2 separate regions of the Pan troglodytes genome follow, and region 2 is linked to region 1. Evidence: chromatin contacts called from public Hi-C data. All regions are on one chromosome and are shown on one strand. The core of a region is the stretch at or near the end of the contact, and the rest is flanking DNA. Distances in the headings are between cores, read along the strand shown. Region 1 overlaps LOC107974888 (a long non-coding RNA gene). Region 2 holds the start of FGF1 (fibroblast growth factor 1).

Region 1 (7,182 bases), core at 2,924-5,423:
TTTTGTGAAGGTTGCAGGTCTTTCCATTCATTCTTCGGCTTAACCACACCTGGCATAAAGGGTTTTTGTGTTTATACTTTTCAATTCATGAGTACAAGATAGCTGCCACAGCTCCAGGTGTCAGTGTCCCAAGCAGGAGAGGCAGGCAGGGAGACAAAAGTCTTCTCTTCGCAAGGGCCTACTGATCTGAGAAGGAAATCCAGCCCAGTAGCACCCAGTAGATTTCTCCTTAGGTCTCAATGGCCAGACTAGATTTGGTCCCTGTTATGGTCTGAATGGTGTCCCCCATAAATTTATCAACTCTAATCTCTAGTATCTCAGAATGTGAATCCGTTTGGAGATAGAGCCATTAAAAAGGTTAAAATGGAGCCAGTAGGGTGGGCCCTAATCCAATCTCGCTGGCATCCTTGTTAGAAGAGGAAATTTGGGGCCAGGCATGGCAGCACATGCCTGTAATCCCAGCACTTTGGGAGGATGAAGCGGGTGGATCACTTGAGGTCAGGAGTTCGAAAACAGCCTGGTCAACATGGTGAAATCCCATCTTTACTAAAAATACGAAAATTAGCCAGGTGTGGTGGCAGGCACCTGTAATCCCAGCTACTTGAGAGGCTGAGGCAGGAAAATCACTTAAACTCAGGAGGCGGAGGTTATAGTCAGCCGAGATCATGCCACTGCTCTCCAGCCTGGGTGACAAGAGTGAAACTCTGTCTTAAAAAAAAAAAAAAAAAAAAAAAGAGGAAATTTGGACACACAAAGAGACACCAGGGACATGCACGCACAGAGGAAAGACCATGTGAGCACGTAGCAAGAAAACAGCCATTTGCAAGCCAGAAAGAGAGCCTCATGAGAAACCAACCCTGCTGACACCTTGATCTTGGACTTCTAGACTCCAGAACCCAGAAAATAAATTTCTGTTGCTTAAGCCACTCAATCTGGGATTTTGTTGTAACAGCCCTAGCAAACTAATACAGTCCCCTAGCTGCAAAAGAGAGTCTATAAAAGGGTGATTTAGCAAGGGAATTCAGTGGCATCCTTGCCTCAGGCTGGGCACTCTCACCTCATACAAAATCAGTTTTCTTAGCCAGGAAAGGGTTGGGGGAGTAGCTACTGGGTAGGCAACTAAAAATGTCCACCACAACTCTTGAGTTGAGAAAGCTGCATGCAATTCTACCTCTGCTACTTGGTAATAATACCTGTGGGTAAGACATGGAGTTTTCATTCAGTAAAATGGGTATGATAAGCAACATACAGGAATAACTAACAAGTTAGTCTCCTTCCTATCTCCTGACTCTGAAATTCTAAATCTGAGGGGTCTGTACCCAAAAAGGACTTTGCTTCTTTGACAAATGAAAATAAACAGGAATATTCACACAGAGTATGCATTTCTAAAATGCATGTTCCTTACAATACTTTCCGATGTTCTATTCCAACTTTCAACTATTCAACAGTGTATTTCCTGAAATAATCAACTAAACGAATCTGAATCTCCTTTCTTTACATTTTCAAAGCCCTAGGAACCCACAGTAAACACACACAAACACACACACGTACGCACGTGCAGCCAGACCCCTCCAGAAAATAAAGGTCTGACATTTTCCTGTTTGATTATATACTTCCTGAGGGCAAAAATTAGACATGGTCATTCCTGTGATGCCATAGACCACTTTACACAGTAGCAATGAGGGCTTGCCTAATGAATGAGGGGAAAACAGCCACTGAGAATCCATCTTATGGGCCACTCATTTCACTAAGACTAGTCAAATATAAGCAATGAACCTGTTTTTTCTGGAAGATGGGTCTCATCATCTTTAAAGCTGCTAAGGATCAAATTATTTTCTTCTCTAAAGAGCTTCACATATTGGGAAAGCTATCATTATGAAACAATAAGTGTTTTCCTTATATGAAGACATTTTATTTTTTAAAACTGCCAAGAAAAGACACATTAGTTAATGAATAGCATGAGAATACCTGATAAGGGAGGTGGGAAATAATGTCCGACCTGTATTATATGATTTATTTTCCCCTCAACATTTTAAAGATTTAAATGTGAAAAATACAAAGGAAAACATGAGTTATTTTTCAAAAATGCTTAGTTTATGGGTAGGCTTCTTTTCTCTTTCTTTTCTCTTTTTCTTTCTTCCTTCCTTTCTTAAGTTGAGGTCTCAGTCTGTTGCCCAGGCTGGAGTGCAGTGGCACAATCACAGCTCACCACAGCCTCAAATTCCTGGGCTCAAGCAATCCTCCCACCTCAGCCTCCCAAGTAGCTGGGATCATAGGTGCATAACACCATGCCTGGCTAATTTTTTAAATTTTATTTTTGTGGAGATGAGGTCTCACTATGTTGCCCAGGTTGGTCTCGAACTCCTGGACTCATGCAGTACTCCCACCTCAGCCTCCCAAAGTGCTGGGATTACAGGTGCATGAACTACCACACTTGGCTTATGGAAGGGTTTCTAAGCATGTCCAGAAGCAAAAAACAAAAGAATTGATAAATTCACTATTATATTAAATAATTTTTAAAATATTATTTGGGAAAAATATATCATAAACAAGCCTAAATGACAAATGATAAAGTTGGGAACTACGGATAAAATCTATGATAGAAAAGCGTTATTTTCCTATTTAGATGAAGAGATCTTCAAATCAGTAAGATGCAGATAAATAATAGAAAAATGGTCAAATTTTCATGAGCTGAGAATCACAGAAAATAATCAGTCATTATTTGGGAATAAGGTTAGAAGCCCACCCCTAAATAGTTAAATAATACTAAAATTTCTTTTAGGACTGTTAAAAAGTTTGATTGTATGTGTGTTTGTGATGGTACGTGCAACTACACACTTTCACTGGAGTTTTCACTGGCATGAACTTTTTTTTTTTTTTTTTTTTGAGACAGAGTTTTGCTCTTGTTACCCAGGCTGGAGTGCAATGGCCCGATCTTGGCTCACTGCAGCCTCCATCTCTCGGGTTCAAGCGATTCTCCTGCCTTAGCCTCCCGATGTAACAATTTTTTTAATGAGTAAAGCTAGATTTATTGAAATGGAAAACATCCAAAATGTGCTAAATAAAAAATAGCAAGTTGTAGAACAAGATGTCCAATATGCTCCCATTTGTGTAAAGCAAAGAAAAAGCATATATATACTTTTATATGCTTGTATGTGTATGGAACACTTCTGGAAGGATACTCAAAATACTGTTAACTGTGGTTCCGTCTGGAAACGATCTGTTTGAAATTTTTTTTACCGTGATTGCATATTTCTTTAGTAATAAAAAAATACACAGTTAAGATATAAAAAGCCCCATGATGCTTCCTCGGAAATTCTTCAAATGGGGAAAATTAAGCTAAAAGTGTTAGGGCTTATCACTTCCTCCTAACAGTTGGCTTTTGGAGAGACAGGGAAATGGTCCTAAGGAAAGGAGTTCCTTCAGGGTGGAATATTTGGAATTGCCCCATTTGGGTGGGGAAGGGGAGTGGGCTGAGGACCCAGGCAGGGCTCCTGCTCTCCAGCCCAGGAGGGAGAGCAAAGAGCAACAGATCAGGGAATTATCTCTCCCTGACTTCAGGAGCCAAATCAGCTCCGGAGGGGAGGGGAAAGGGGGTGGGCGAGGGAAGGCCCCCAGGGCAAGACATCAAACAGGACGGAGGCATCTCTGACCTCCGGGTCACAGGCCCGCGCGCTCCGGGAGCCCACCCGGGGCGCCGGCGCTGGAAGCCAATTCCGAGTGATTTAGGAAATCGCCCAGCCTGGGGGCTGGGGCGGGCAGGAAAGGAGCGATTAAGGGCGAGAAGGAGAAGTGAGGCTTCCTCGGGAATGAGCACATTTGGAAGCCAGGCAGGAAGCGGGCAGGAAGCTGCTCTCATAAAACAATCTGACAATTACGTGTCAGTGTAGGAGAAGGGCCCTGGAAATTATGGGGCTGCCGCGCCGCACTCCCGAGCCCTCCCCCGGTGATTTCCTCGGGGCTGCAATGAGCCGCGGGAGGAAATTATATTTGGGGCCAGGTGTTTGTTCCTGCACATTTGGGTTCAACTTGGGACTGAGAATTTTACGCTCACATGCTGAGGGAAACAATTCCCTGGTGCCTTTGTAAACCACGGCGGATGCACTGCCTCCAGCTGGACTGGGTTTTGGTACTGTGATTAGCATAGCTGGGATTTACCAAGCGCCTCCTCTAGCCAGGTGCTTCACCTGCAACTCACAGCAAGGGGCCTGGATAGGTTCACTGACTTGCCACAGACAATCACTAGGGGTGGCAGAGCAAGAATTTGAACCCAGGCACTGTCTCCAGAGCCCCACACTCAAATCCAACTTGAAAACATACTTCACAAACTTTTCATAAGAGCAACCAGAACCATTACTTTATACGTGTATCTGGAGGAAAGGGTTCCTAAGCAGACTGCTACCCACACACAGGCTGCCTTCTCCTTGTCATTCATTGATTCATTCACTTGTTCCTTCGTATCTATTAAGTACCTATGGTGTGGCCAGCAAAGTTAGGTACTATAAAATTATAAGACACATTCTGACTTCTAAAGAAGCCTTAGGCCTTCTAGAGGCCTTATGCCTGCAGTGGTGGCTCATGCCTGTGACCCCAGCACTTTGGAAGGATAAGGTGGACGGATTACTTGAGTCCAGGAGTTTGGGCAACATAGCAAGACCCTGTCTCTACAAAACAATAACAACAACAACGAAAATAGCTGGACACAGTGCCTGTAGTCCCAGCTACTTGGGAGGCTGAAGCAGGAGGATCACTTGAACCTGGGAGGTTGAGACTTCAGTGAGCCATGATTGCCCCACCGCACTCCAGCCTGGGCGACAGAGTGAGATCTTGTCTCAAAAAAACAAAACAAAACAAAACAAAAAAACACAAAGATAACTAGAGGGCACATTTTACAGGTTTTACAGGCTTAGATTCCAAACATATTTGCAGTCTTATCCTGGGCCTTGACATGATTCTTCTAAGCCCATTTGGATTTTCCTAGAGCAGACATGCTCCCTCAAACCCTCCAGACCAGGAGCATTTCCCAGCGCACACCTTTGGCAGCCTCCTGGTAGACCCTGATCCTCCCTCTAACTTCCTCCCTCCATTCAGAGGGCATCCTTTGGGAAGCTGGGGCCTATAAGACAATCTGAAGTTCCCCCAGGGGCACCTGAGAGGAGTCCAGCAGAGCAATGAAGTGTCCTGACTCCACCAACCACTAGCTGGATGACCTTGGGCAAGTTGCTTCACCTTTCTGAGCCTCCTCTGTAAGGTGAGGTTGTTGTGAGGATTAAACAGAAAAACACGCTGGGCTTTGAGCCCACTGCCTGGAACATAGTAAGTATTCAGTAAGTCTTGGCTGTGTCCCTGGAGGTCAGTGCTCTGTGCTCTGTTAGGAATAAGCCAACCCAGCTCTCAACACCTCTTCTATTAACAAACTGCTCTGAAGACACTGGAAATGCTATACTTCCCTCCTAGCTCAATTCTGTGATGTCTCAAGTCACATTAATTTTTATGCAATGAACTATACCTGGAAACATGATTATTTCCTTAGTCACTGAATTCCTGAACGTTCATCTATTACTTGTGAATGCTAAGCAGAACAATATTCACAGTGGACAGGAACAAGGTCTTTAGAGCTAGACTTCCAAGCTCAGGTCCCATCTCTGTAACTTGGGCAAGTTACTGAATAGCTTTGAACCTTAATTTTCTCATCTGTAAAAACTGGGATAATAAAGCTCTTATCCCATCAGGTAACTGTGAGCATCAGTTGAAAGAATGGTAAATGATTATGTGCTTGGCTTCAGGTAAAAACTCACTAAGTGACAGTTATTACCATTATTTTTCATTATTGTTACACTGACAATTGAACAAGCAAAACAGACACAATCTTTGACTTATGGGATAAAATGAACAATAGCCATGGTCATCAGTATGTAGCATGTAGATGGAGTTCGATGAAGTATTAGGGTAAATGTTCAGATGAAGCAGAAACCAGAATGCTGAGTAGAAAGGCGAAGGTATCATTAAAATGTCTTCATTTTCTGCAAATGTCATTGAGAAAAACAAATGACTGGTGAAGAAAAGACAAGAGGGTAGAAGGTGGTGGTAGGAGAGTCCTGAAGGTTTGAATTTTGCAGTTTTCTGTTAAACTGTTCAATAAAAGAAACGTCCAGTATATCTCTTTCCAGAGACTTCGCAAGCTGAGGCTCTACCCTCCTGCTTTGGACAACTCCTTTCTCAGGGTCTACCATTTCATGAAGAGACTGCCAGGTAGCACACATCACCTCACCGCTATACGATTTCTACCATATGCAGAGTTCCTCTAGCATGTTGGGAATTGTTTAAATAGTATTTTATAAACATTTAGTCATTCATTCTTCATATTCTCTATCTATACTGACTCCAAGCTTTTATTTCATTTTATATTCACATCCCTGCCCTGCACACGGTGAGTATTCAAATAAGTTTCTGCTCCCTAACCAGTCTTACTTAGAATCTCCAATCTGACTCATTTGGACTTGTAAATGGTCCAGTGTGGCATTCAAATAAAAAAAAAATAGAAGGGGCCAGGAGGGGGCAGTGATGGGGCAGAGCTTGCCAGAGAAACGGAGATGCCTGTTATTATCCCAGATGATTTCAGGACAAACAGAGATTGTTTGCATTTAGCCCAGGAGAGGGTGCTACCTACTTCTAAGACAGCCTCTCCAAGAAAGACCAGCAGCAAGGCCTCTGCCACCTGAAGTGAGGCTGGGGCTCAGGCTCCCCCGCAGCCCTTTCGCTAGTGCAGAGGAAATGCCCGACTCCCCTACCCCTCCTTTGATACAAAGACCTCTTCTAAAATAGCAGGCAGGTGTCAAGGGAGCATGAAAATATCAGCAGAGCAGATGCAAAAAGAGTACATGGATGTACAGATCCAGGACAAAGATTTTCATCTTGTTTTAAGCATTTATCCAAGCAGCTCACTGGATATTGGGGATAAAGAAAAAACAAACAAAAACACTCCATTATCTCCATCATCACCACTACTACTGCTGCATATACTCTGAGACTGCTTTTAAAAGATTCTGAGAAGAGAGGGGAAGTGTCAAGTATAGGGTTGGGTGGTCAGAGATCACAGTATATTGATGAGCCCTAAATGTGGATCTTCTTCCAGTCTTTAAATAAGGTATCTTTCTATCACCTATATTCTATTTAGAATAT
Region 2 (7,182 bases), core at 3,310-5,809, 150 kb before region 1:
CCATGGCACTCCAGCCTGGGCAACAGAGCAAGACTCTGCTTTTTATTAAAAAAAAAAAAAAAAAGAATTTGGTGAGAATTTCTTCAGCAATTGCATGCACATGCAAACACACACACACATACACACCAATTTAAAAAAACACACATCGCATCAATCATATTCTACCTGCAATTCTGAAAAAAAATTCCAGTTGATAATATCTCCATGGTTGTTTTCCATGTTACCGCAAAGAGATTTGCCTTTCTTTTTCATTGGCAGCTTAGTATGCCATAGTACCACTGTATCACAGGCAACCATTCTGTTGACACTTAGGTTGTTTCCACAATTGCAAACAATTCTTCAGTGACCATCCTTGCAAATAATATCCATGCATTTCAATATCTTCTTTCTGCAGGCAATAAGACCAGCTTTGTCACCATTCTAATGGTAAAAATGTTAAGCTGAGTAACAAAGGAACACAACCAGGCCAGCTATTTGAGATGGTTATTTTTGGTTAATGGGTGACAGGTGGGCTTCAACTATGCCCAGAATGGTGTTTAAAACATAGTGGGCACTCAATAAGTATTTGCTGGATGCATGAATGAATAAACAAGTGAATCCACATCCACTATAGACACTTGTCAGGCCTGCCCTGCCCCCATTTATAATAGGATTTTTCAACCCCAGCACTATGGACTGTTAGGGCCAGGTAATTCTTTGTTATGGGGGGCTGTCCTGAGCATTGTAGAAAGTTTACCACCATCCCTGACCTCTACTCACTAGATGCCACTAGAACAACCCCAGATGCAACAACTAACAATGTCTGCAGAAACTGCTAAATATCCCCTGGGGAAAAATCGCTCCTGATTGAGAACCACTGATTTATAATACGGGTTAAAGTTGTATAAGGACAAAGGCCCTTTATGAAAACAGCTAACTCTAGGCTGGGCACGGTGGCTCATGCCTGTAATCCCAGCACTTTGGGAGGCTGAGGCCAGCGGATCATTTGAGGTCAGGAGTTCGAGACCAACCTGGCCAACATAGAGAAACCCCGTCTCTATTAAAAATACAAAAAAAATGATCTGGGCATGGTGGCACCTGTAATCCCAGCCATCTATCCATCCATTTATCCACCTATTCCTCAAATACCTATTGAGCACCCACTGTGTGCCAGGCCTGTAATCCCAGCTACTGGGGAAGGCTGAGGCAGGAGAATTACTTGAACCCAGGAGGCGGAGGTTGCAGTGAGCCAAGATCGCACTACCACACTCCAGCCTGGGAGAGAGAGTGAGACTCCATCTCAAACAAAACAAACAAACAAAACCCCAACTAACTCTAAAAACGTTGATCCTACTTCTCCCTGATCCTCTCATGTTATAGTGGCCTTTTTTCCCTGGGTCTTCACAGTTTTTTCATAGAGATTCTTGGATACCTTATTTTTGGTTTGGATTTCGTTTCTCCAGGGCTACCTTCCCTGATGCCTCCCCCATCAACTCATGTATATATACATGAGGATTATAATGTATACTAATCTTCATTATACATTGTTAATCTCCATTATTCATTCTCTAATTACCAAATACCCCTCCTTGGTGTGGAGGAAAAAAATATTAAATTTGAGCTCAATTGAACGTGGACACAAACAATGGTCACCAAGTCCCGGAACAGGTTGTGTGAACCCCTTGAGGCATTCATCCAGCACTGTTTCGGAGAAATCTCCATTTCAATCTATTCCTATACATTAGTTATTGAAAAACAACAGACAATCACAAAAACAAGTTGACCTTTTTGTGTTCCTTGAGCCCAGTTGTGAAGGGCCCTCGTGACTGGACCTCATGCCAAACAACTCGTTACAAAAGAGCTAGGGTCCCAGACTGTGCCGAAGCTTCACAGACCTCTCCTCGTCTGTGCACAGATGAGTGGCTGACTCTGGAGCCCAGGCTATTGCTTCCTGGCCTGGTGATGAATCCTCCATAGTCTGGTGGTATAAATATATATATATATTTTTCTTCTCCCTTTCCCATTGCAATTTGCTTATTATATCATTTGCTTATTATATCTGCATTGCTATTTATATGGGATTCAAAAGTATTGTGTGTGCCTTTTCTTCTCCCCTCACACGTTTCCCGCACAGAACACTTAGTAGTGCTTATCATTGTTGAATTCTTACATTTATTGAATTAATTATTAAAAGTGTATCCATAATCTGTTTCCCTCCCTGAGCTTCCTAGAGGAGGCCATCACTAAGAATTTGCCATGGAACATGCCATTTTTTGCTCACTATTTTTATATCTAGTGCCTAAAACAAGGCCTGGCACACAGTAGGTGCTCAATGGGTATTTGCGGAATGGCTGGATGAATGGATGGATAGATGGCAACCTAATATCAGTCAGCAATAGCCAGCCCAAGGGTACAGCAGACTTCACAAATTGTTCTTGTACCTTCTAAAACAATTTTGAAAAACAATGTTACATATACCCACATTTAAACATTTATATTAATTTTCATCATTAAGTTTATATGGTTTCAAGAGCATAATTTCTAATATATTATAAAGCTGGAATTTAAAAATTAAACTGTGGGCCAGGTGTGGTGGCTCATGCCTGTAATCCCAGCACTTTGGGAAGCCAGGGTGTGTGGATCACCTGAGATCAGGAGTGTGAGACCAGCCTCAAACTGATGAAACCCCATCTCTACCAAAAACACAAAAATTAGCCAGGCGTGGTGGCAGGCGCCTGTAATCCCAGCTACCCAGGAGGCTGAGGCAGGATAATCTCTTGAACTCAGGAGGTGGAGGTTGCAGTGAGCCAACATTGCACCATTGCACACCAGCCTGGGCAACAGAGCGAGACTCTGTCTCAAACAAACAAACAAAAAATTAAACTGTGGCATCATTCTTTAAGTGTACCTATTAATCTGTTATTATTTCTAATATTCTCTTTGATTTGCTTCCACAGTTCTGTCCCTCAATATTCAAGGAAGGAAAAGCAAAGTTGTTGAATTAAAAAATGCCTAATTAATCATTTAAAAAGACTGAATTAAAGTATTAAAGGAAGTTCCTAGTTTGGGAACTTTGATATTTTTATACTTGGGGCAATGGCACCTTATTAAGACTTGTGAAGACTGACAGGTATGATTTCCTTTCATACAGTAGGGGAAGGGTTATGAACACAGACACGTGCTCAGGCAAACCAGGTTTAGGAAAGAATAGCTGCAGAAATGGAGAACTAACTGATTGTCTAAAAATAATCCTTGGTGTGGCCCTCCTCTTTGGAAAGCCTTGCAGACTCCCATCTGGGGTAATGCAGCCTAGTGACCTGCAGAGGGCAGTGTTGGACAAGCTGTTGGTTCAATCTCTCTGTCTCTTTCTCAGGTTAGTGGAAAGTGCAGTCCAGCTTGGATACAGTGGGAACCCGGCCTGGGCGGCCCAGCCCAGTCCTCTCTGGTGTGTGTGTTTGCACAACGAATTATTCACAGGAAAATGGCTCCAACGAGAATGGCGGCCAGAGACTCCATCCTGTACCTAGAACCAGGGCCTGGGACTGTAAACAGATGAAAACCTTATTTTCTCTCCCCTTCAATAACTGGATTTGGAACAGAAATCAAGGATTGAAGTTGTGGGTCTGAATCAACCCTAAGGGTTTTGTTTTCCCTCTTATGAAGTGAAAACAACAGTGAAATGTCAACGATTCACATCTTCAGGAGACGGTAGGGCAAAGTGGCCAAGAGCTCAGACAGTCGGGAGTTCCCATCCCACTCTACCCTCTCCAAAGGTTAGGTAAGGAGCCTTTCCAAACCTCAGCTTCCCTGGATATCAAATAGGAGCAATCTTACCCTCCTGGCAGCGGTGTTGTGAGGATTAAATACAAGAATGCGGAAGTACTCCTCAAATGAAGGGCATTCAGCAAGAAAGAGCCCAGTAAATAACAGTGATAATGGTGAAAAGGACGATATTGAATTGGCATCTTGCCAGGCATGACATTTTCAAAACTTTCCATTCATGTCTGAAGAGGAAGGATCAGAGGTGAAAAATCAAACTGTCTCAGTGTTGTAAGTTTTACAAGCCTAGGAGCCAGAGGCAGAAACAGCCAGGACAGAAGGCAGAATCAACACATTGAGAGCCTAGCTCTGTGGCGTTGCCCACATCTGCCTTTCAGGGTTGGGGCTCCCATCCTGGTGTTGAAAAGAGGATCTTTGCATCTAAAATAGTGTGTATGATGACTGTGCGACACGACCACCAGACTCAGAAATACTCACCTGCCTCAGACATAAAAGTAAGGACTTCGTTCATTACATTGATCCTCTGTGAAACCTCAAAGGGTAGCAATCAGCTAATTGAAGAAAAATGATAAGTTGGACACATTGCTCGGATGTACTGAAAGTAAGGCTCAGAGCAAAACCCGCTCCCTTCTGCCTCATATAGGGAAAGGTAACAGGGACTAGTGCAGAGAGAGGCATGGAGAGAACTCGGATGAGATCACTGTCCTTTCACCTGGCAGCTGTCCAGCCCCCAAATAGCTTTTGTGTCCAGTCCAAAAATAAGATCACATGAGAGGGGGAGAAATAAATACACAGTGCTTGTCCTTGGCCTTTCTGTGGGCATACCAGTGTCAGCTGCACTTGTAGGGGCCCAAGTGCCTCATGACCCACTCCGCAGCCTTCCTCTCCAGGATCCCCAAGGCTAGGAGGCCAACCTACTAACAGGTGGGTATGGTGTGTGGTTTCACTCAGCTCTTCTCATGGGGTTTCTCTGAGCTCCATTCATACCAGAAAGGGAGCAGGAGAGAGAGGACAAGTGGATCCAACAGCCTTCGCTCCAGGGGAATCAGGGCATCGCCTCCTTTTCTGGGAGGACACTCCCTTCTGATGGTGAATGGGAACTCCCTTCCTCCTGCAGCAGCCTGCCTGCAGCCGTCCTGGTAGAACAGTGTGGACATTGCAGAAGCTGTCACTGCCCCAGAAAGAAAGCACCCCAGAGCCAAGGCAAAGAGGTGAGTGCATCTGTTTCTGCAAAGGGCTCAGATTGCTACAGACTTTCTGCTTGGCTTCATGTTGTGCTCAGCATGAACGTTCTCCCTCACCCCCGCCTTCCTTTTCTCCTCCCTGATCTGGGTCTGTGGCAAGCTTGAGTCTATGTGATGAATGTTAGAGTGAAATATTCCTGTACTGCCTTCTCTCATTCAAAGGCCAATTCACTCCCAGAAAGAACTGGGTAGGTCTGGTTCTTAGTGGGGAAGCAGGAAATGGTTCCTACTAAGTGAATTATCTTTGCTGAGATCCAAGAAGATGTTTACCAGGAAATCATTAGACAAATCCCATTACAGTAGACTTAATGCTTCATTTTAAAAAGCACTGCATGAAATAGAAAATAAAAGGATGCCAGCTGATTCTTTGTCGTTGGCAAAAAGGAAAAAACAAAAATGAGACATGCAGAGCCTCTTTTTCCCCATCACCTCCCTTCCCCATCTCTTCCTGATTTCTTAGAGCCCTGCAAAACATACTTAACAGATTCAAGTATTCCTTTCTCTGGTTGAAAACAAGAGGAATAAAATCAGGGGTTTGGGGAAAATTGCTCTGTACACAGACTTCAGAGACAAAGAGGAGAAACAGATTTTGCAGCCTCGGTCTCCCCTATAATGCCTCCTCATAGAACATGTACCTATATCCATTTAGGGATATGGATAGACGCCACTATCACTTCCACACACAAACTGTTATCCTGGATGTAGTCTGCCCCTAGGCTATGGACTACAAATACCCATGCTAAGAAGCAACCAACAAAATTCTGGTAGGAACAAGGTCATTACTTGAATAAGTCAGGATTCATTTAGTAACCATGGACTGAAACCCAGTTTGAAGAGATTTAGGCAAAAAGAGGATTTTTTCTTTTTTCTTTTTTTTTTTTTTTGAGACGGAGTCTCGCTGTCGCCCAGGCTGGAATGCAGTGGCGCAATCTCGGCTCACTGCAAGCTCCGCCTCCCGGGTTCACGCCATTCTCCTGCCTCAGCCTCCCGAGTAGCTGGGACTACAGGCGCCCGCTACCACGCCCGGCTAATTTTTTGTATTTTTAGTAGAGACGGGGTTTCACCGTGTTAGCCAGGATGGTCTCGATCTCCTGACCTCGTGATCCGCCCGCCTCGGCCTCCCAAAGTGCTGGGATTACAGGCGTGAGCCACCGCGCCCGGCCAAGAGGATTTTTTTATTAACTGATGTGCCTGAAAAAGCAAGGTTTTGGTATCATGAGATCCAGGGGCCTAGATGATGGCATCGTGAAGCTGTCTTTCCATTTCTTGGCTTTGCCTCCCCTGCGTCCTTCTGTTTCCAGGAAGACCTGCCCATTGTGAAGGCCACATGGCTGCAGCAGCTCCCAGCTGACATCCTACTAGCACAGCACTGTACAAGAACAGGTGCTTCCCTTTCTAGTTCTAGCTAGAATCTCAGGGTCAATCTCATAGAACGAATGTGGGTATTGTACCCATCCTTGCCATGGGCATGGAGTCATTCCCATCCCCAAAAATGCATGGACTGAAAGCAATGAAGTGGTGTTTCCCCAGAAATGATCAGAGTTCTCATCCCAGGACAAAGGGGGCTAGATGCAGGGTGGCCGAAATCAATGGTTGCCACTCTATGTCGCTTTTTTGCAATGGTCTAGATTGACTCAAAGCTCATCTGATAGCAGCTCCTCCCTCTTACATGCCATAAAAATGTATTAGTGACAGAAGTTCTCATAGGAAGGATAATTATTAGTGGAAAAGGTGACTAAAAGACTCCATGCCATGTTATTCCTAGAGATCCTTGAGAGTAGGAAAGACAGCAGGAGGCTTGTCTGTGGCTTAGCTCCCAGACCATGCACCAGGCCCAGACCCACCTGGGCTCCCAAATTGCCCATGCTCACATGGGTCTCCCTTCTCCCTCACCCACCCTTGCCCAGTTCTGTTTCCCTCTCCTCTTCTGCTGTGAACTCATCTTGACTTGTGAGGGCCCACCTTGGTGCTGTCTCCCCTCTGAGGCCTTATCTGGCCCTTCCAGACTTTCCTGCTGTCTCCCCTCTCTGAATCAGAATGGCATTGACTGTCAGGATTGCAGTTTACTGTTTATATGTTCTTTAAGAACTTCATGTATCTTAGTTTCTCTCACAGCTTGAATTCTCCATTCTTGCGGGAAAATTAAGTTTCATTCCCAAGCCCTCTCTGTGGTAGCTAA

Evidence for each region. Hi-C and Micro-C count contacts between places; a contact is called where the count stands out from the background.
Region 2: a contact with region 1 is called in a Hi-C map of stem cell-derived neural progenitor cells, with 7 times the contacts expected there. The contact joins the promoter of FGF1 here to the enhancer-like site in region 1. A contact is called at or near these places in 1 of 7 Hi-C or Micro-C datasets (stem cell-derived neural progenitor cells) and 1 of 1 other capture datasets (stem cell-derived neural stem cells).

What each region holds. Positions count from the first base shown.
Region 1 is chr4:140,265,357-140,272,538 of NHGRI_mPanTro3-v2.0_pri, reverse strand. All of the region lies in intron 2 of LOC107974888 (a long non-coding RNA gene), which reads right to left. Among named protein-coding and RNA genes, the nearest start is that of FGF1, 150 kb to the left of the region's middle. Within about 2 kb of position 4,173, at least 8 of the 24 cell types and tissues checked have an H3K27ac peak or open chromatin away from gene starts, as enhancers often do. A contact at or near this core is called in stem cell-derived neural progenitor cells and stem cell-derived neural stem cells, where this site is marked.
Region 2 is chr4:140,412,151-140,419,332 of NHGRI_mPanTro3-v2.0_pri, reverse strand. It overlaps FGF1 (fibroblast growth factor 1), which reads left to right and starts at 4,559. Exons shown (of 3, transcript XM_024356768.3): 1 at 4,559-4,683. It overlaps LOC107974888 (a long non-coding RNA gene), which reads right to left. Exons shown (of 7, transcript XR_002943956.3): 4 at 166-388.